2 separate regions of the Mus musculus genome follow, and region 1 is linked to region 2. Evidence: chromatin contacts called from public targeted proximity ligation data. All regions are on one chromosome and are shown on one strand. The core of a region is the stretch at or near the end of the contact, and the rest is flanking DNA. Distances in the headings are between cores, read along the strand shown. Region 1 has its middle 58 kb from the start of Tmem252. Region 2 overlaps Pip5k1b (phosphatidylinositol-4-phosphate 5-kinase, type 1 beta).

Region 1 (2,700 bases), core at 194-2,693, 190 kb before region 2:
GTAACAGCCAATTACTGGAGGGAGTGTGGTATAGAGAGAGGTGAAGTTTCATGAGAGGAGATAAACCACAAGCATGTGGCCAGGTAACTCAAAACCTCTTATCTCTTACCCAACCATAGGCTTTAGCCTTTTATTGACCACTTAACTTGGGAAGCAAGGTTACATAGCATCACTCAGTGTAGATGGGAATCTCCTTGTCCCTGAGGATCTCTTTCTTGGGGACAACCAGATCTTGGGGTACAGAATTTAGCATCTGAATGTATAGCAGCCCCAGACCAAACCCACTACTTAGAGGCACTCCTGTCTTCTGGCCGTGTCACAGTGCACAGCCTCCTATGAACACGCCAGCTGCTCCTGTTGTTAGAGGCAGGAGCCACATAGATATTCCTGTGTGCTCAGAATTCTGAGGCAGGTCAATCTCTGAGTTTGAGATCAGCTTGGTCTTCATAGGGAGTTCCACGCTAGTCAGAACTAGATAGTAAGACTCTGCCTCAATTTTTTTTTTCCTTTGCCCTAAATGATTGAACAAAAGAGAGAAGTCACATACACGGGTAACATGTGAGGGCCTGCACCCTGGACAGCCTAGGGTACGTCCACTCCTTGTGCACAACAAGAAATCACTACCCCATGCCAGCCCTTCAGTTCCCCACACTTTCCTCCCTGCTAAATGTTTCTATTTCTTTCTTCTGTGTCTTAGTTGGCAGGAGGCCAAGGAGACATATATTAACAATAAAAAGGGAAGCCAGGGCTATCCAACCAATACATGATCCGAGGAGTGTCTAAACACTGAAGGCCTAGCTATTGTCTCCTTCTTAAGGTCAGATATTGCAATGTTATCTTTTCTAGTCTCTAAATCCCATCTTGATGAAATGTCAAAATAGGAAACAGGCTAGGCCTCTGACACCTGCTCCTGACACCCCGCCGCTCTCCACTGAAGCAGAGTGATGCCCCAGCTTAAAGAGAAGTCCAACCAAACGCAACAGTGGCACCCAGCCGAGTGTTCAGTGGTCACAAACCATGGGCACCTGTAGCGCCTGGCCCAGCATTTGAGGGTGCTCTACTGAAGGACTTCTTCAGGAACAGGCAAAAGCAGGCCAGCAGGCTATCCACTGGGCTCTTGTCAGAACTCAGGTGTGTTCTCACAACATTTGGCAAACCTGGCTGACTCATCAGTGATCAGCCAGGGCAAGGATGACAAGGGCGTCATGTGATGTCCCAACTGGGAAAAGCCTGTGTCATGCCTTGAAGATTCTAGTTCGCTATTTATAGTGAGGGTGACTGTGTCTGCTCACTCATTCACCACATCCTTTGTCCTTGTGTACTTATTAATAATGTCCCCTCTTAAATGTGCCCCCCCATTGGGATGACACAGAGCATCGTCATCCCTAGTAGTTCCATTTCTCATTGCTGTCCCAGAAGACCTTACAGAAGCAGTTGTTCTGTAAGGGAGGAGAGGTTGATTTTGACTGACAGTTTAAAGGGGGCGGGACAGTCAGTCGTGGCTGGATCTGTGGCAGTATCTTGTGGCTGGGCTTCTTTGTATCTTAGCAGATCAGGAAGCAGAAAGGGTGGGCCGGAAGCAGAGAGCTTGGGACAGAAGCACGGCTGGCCTTCAACCCTAAAGACCCATCATCCCTCCTGGTTATGTCAACCATCTCTGTCCTATGTCCCAAAGGTCCACAATTCCTGTACTGGCTGGTTTTGTGTGTCAACTTGGCACAAGCTGGAGTTACCACAGAGAAAGGAGCCTCTGTTGAGGAAATGCCTCCATGAGATCCAGCTGTAAGGCATTTTCTTAATTAGTGACCAAGAGGGGAGGGCTCATTGAGAGTGGTGCCATCCTTGGGCTGGTCGTCCTGGGTTCAATAAGAAGGCAAGCTGAGCAAGCCAGTGGAAGCAATCCAGTACACAGCATCCCTCCATTGCCTCCAAGTTCCTACCCTGTGTGAGGTCTAGTCCCGACTTCTTTTGGTGATGAACAGCAATGTGGAAGTATAAGCTGAATAAACCCTTTCCTCCCCAACTTGCTTCTTGGTCATGATGTTTTGTGCCAGAATAGAAACCCTGACTAAGACACCTCCTAAAATGGCAGTGGACTGAGGATTTTAAACACCTTAGAGCCTGTGATGGACTTTCAACCATTCAAATCATAACATTATAAATCCATTAGCACCATCTTCACACAGATGTGTTCTTTATATCCAAAAAGGAATTTACCCTAGCTTCAGCAAAATCTAAAGCACTTCCAACCATTTCAGAACCAAAAGATGAGGCAGCTGCTAAAGTAGATTTTTTTTTCTCTCTGAAATCACCTAGCCATCTTTAAGGCGATCCCTAACATCTCGCTGGGAAGCCTTGAATTCCATTCCTTGAGCTGATTCCAACTGTTCCGTGAGGTTAAGAGCATAGCCATAGCATATTTTCTCTTCTCCATCCTATCAGTCTGCTTCTCCTAAAACTCCCTCCCCACCTCTCTCACTCAGGAAACTTTATTCTCCAGTCACTAGGAGAACTGAGGCTAAGGGTAAGAGCTTTGCGGTGCATTGGCAATAATCAAAACTAGAGTGAAGTGATCAGAAACATCCACTCTGCCACTTACCAGACTTGGAAATATTTCTCTACTCTATGCCCCAGTTGATGGTACTATTGATGATAGTCTTTCCCAGGGAGGCTAACAGCAGGTTTAAATGAGTTGGGAGG
Region 2 (2,700 bases), core at 60-2,559:
ATAAATGAGAAAATTTGGAGGAAATCAGCATTGAGAACCTGGTGAGCTGGCGGCAGGTAGATTCTCAGGTGTAACGCTTCGCTATTAATCCACTTATAGCAAGCAAAGATCTGAGAGAGGAAGCCCTGGGTCTGCTTCAAAAGTTCCCCAGGGGCAATCCAGGTCTCCCAAGTGAACACCTGCCTTTCTGCTGAGTACAGCCCATCCTCTGTTGGTCCTGTACCAGTGACTTTTATGATACTAGAAAGGGGAAGTGAGCCTGCTACTCCTCTTTGGTGAAATGATGCTCTTTGAGATATCCAGCACATCATAAAAGAGAGGGCTGGGTAAGGTGGCAGTACCTGGAATTCCTGTAAGCTGAGACCAATCTACTCTACATATTGAGTTCCAGGCCAGCCAGAGGTACATAGTGTGGACATGGAGGGAGAGACAGAGAGAGACACAGAGAGAGAGACAGAGAGAGACAGAGAGACAGAGACATAGACAGAGAGAGAGGAGGAGGAGGAGAAGGGAAGAAAAAAGAATTTGTCTCTCTGTGGAGACCTGAAAATTTAGATTTTTGTCACTTGTGAATCTTCTTCCTTCCTTCCTTCCTTCCTTCCTTCCTTCCTTCCTTCCTTCCTTCCTTCTTTCTTTCTTCCTTCCTTCCTTTCTTTCTTCCTTTCCTTTCCTTTCCTTTCCTTTTCTTTTCTTTTCCTTTTTTTCTGTCCAACTTCATCGTGTAAGTATTCTCAGTCACCCCCAGACACAATGTAGGTTCCATTTAAGGGAAATGGGGTTTGCCTGAGGTCTTGTCACCTTGTTCCTTGAGGGAAGAGGTACTGCTCCCACCTCCACCCGGTGACGTCTCCTCATCCAGGAAGGACAGAAGCCTCCTTGTGGAGCAGCAACCCTTGCTCACAGAGAACCTAAATGGCCTGGTAACCTAACTCCCCTGAGGTATGTGTTTACAGTATGACCTCGTCATTTCTTGTGGGTGTGGTCTGGGCCTGGAATATAAAGAGCATTTGGTTAATCAGTTGACAAATATTTATTTAGCTTGGCTTAGTGCTGTGCCTTAAAGGTAAAACAGAAGCCAAAGAAAGCAAGAATCATCGCCCTAAATAATGTTGTCATTGTTTTGATAAAAGGTAGGCCAGAAAAAATAAGGTTAATGAAATAACAAGCCATTTTAATAATTACGGAGATGTGAAAAGAATAAGGGGGCGTGGGCGCTGCTGTTGAGGCATTGCTTCCAGGGAACTCCTCTAAGGAGCTGACGTGGGGCCTGCGGTTACAGGTGTGAGAACAAAGCAGCTGAGAGGAATGGAAAGAGGACACTGGTCAGAGAGGATGGCTTTTGCCAAGCCTTGCAGGCAGGAAGCAGCCAGGTAGATTCCAGGAACTGAGGTGAAGCTGGTGTGGTGGAAACTTCTGAACAAGCAAAAATGAACGGGTGAGCAGTTCCCAGCTGGAGCCAGTTTTGTCTGCACGGGGTCAGCAGACAAAGTTGTGACAACGAGGGAGAGGGCTGCCACTAGCATTTGATGACAGTGTTTCTCTGACACCTCCGGAAGTACACACTCCGGAACAGCACTTCAGCACATTGGCCCAGAATGCCAACAGAGCTACATTAAGAGATAGTTAGTGGCCTAGACTAAAATAGTAGACTGAGAGGGTGGGGCGGGTCCTGACTTGGGTGTGAGCCGAGGAAATGATAGGAAAAATTGATAATCCCACAGAGTTCTTAATGGGTAGAGATGGAGAAGGCTGTCTAGGGACAGTGACATCTTTTAAACATGGGCATGTTGGTTGGGTAACGCCAATGAGGGCTTGAAGAGAAGAACCAAGTAAGAAGTTAAAACTGTGGATTGGGGGCCGGGCAGTGGTGGCGCATGACTTGGGAAGCAGAGGCAGTCAGATTTCTGAGTTCGAGGCCAGCCTGATCTACAAAGTGAGTCCCAGGACAGCCAGTATGGATTGGAAGCCCATGGGACAAGTATCAAGTTCAGCTTCAATTCATCAATTTGAAGGTCTACAGGATAAAGAGAGGCTTGGTGGCAAGAATGTTTTTGTTCTGATATTGCTTCTAAGAACTCCCTCTACAGACGTATATAGACTAAGCATCCTTAAGTGCTTCAAAATCCAAAACTTTAAAAAATATTTTTATTAGTTTATGTAAGAATTTACATACATGCATATAGTGTAATTTTTTTTATAATGTTTACCCCCAAGTCCAAACTTTCAGTATCTACATACTGGGAAAACAGTGTCATGACCACAGGAAACTGCCACACCTGACCCTCCTAACAGGCTACAGTCTAAGCATACGCACACTAAGCATGCTGTGTAAAAGCACATTCATCAAACGAGTTTCATGTTTCAACTTTGGTCTCACACCCGTAGTCTCCTATCATGTAGATGCAAGTAAATATCCTACCAGAAAAAAAAAAAAAACAGAACTCAAAATGTGAGACATTTCTGGTTCTAAGCATTTTTGAGTAAGTGACATTTTATTTATATTTCTTAATAAATAAATAAATAAATAAACCCACAAATCTGACCAGTGCATGCCTTACAATCTTCTGCTGGCTCTTGTGGACTACTAAAACTATCCGTAGTCTATAGCATGAGAGTCTTTCATGGGCCATCACAATAGGAGTGTCGTGGCCTATCTCTTGCAACTTGTGCATAAGCACAGAGGGAGGTCCTTAGCAAGTG

The links.
Region 1: a contact with region 2 is called in a targeted proximity ligation map of pancreatic cancer cells. A contact is called at or near these places in 4 of 39 promoter capture datasets (fetal liver, hematopoietic stem and progenitor cells, neutrophils and 1 more), 1 of 484 Hi-C or Micro-C datasets (nephron progenitors), 1 of 130 datasets of targeted methods (pancreatic cancer cells) and 1 of 9 other capture datasets (embryonic stem cells).

What each region holds. Positions count from the first base shown.
Region 1 is chr19:24,614,589-24,617,288 of GRCm38.p6, reverse strand. No RefSeq gene overlaps it. Among named protein-coding and RNA genes, the nearest start is that of Tmem252, 58 kb to the left of the region's middle.
Region 2 is chr19:24,425,695-24,428,394 of GRCm38.p6, reverse strand. All of the region lies in intron 3 of Pip5k1b (phosphatidylinositol-4-phosphate 5-kinase, type 1 beta), which reads left to right. The region is part of intron 3 of Pip5k1bos (phosphatidylinositol-4-phosphate 5-kinase, type 1 beta, opposite strand); the gene reads right to left. Among named protein-coding and RNA genes, the nearest start is that of Pip5k1bos, 11 kb to the right of the region's middle.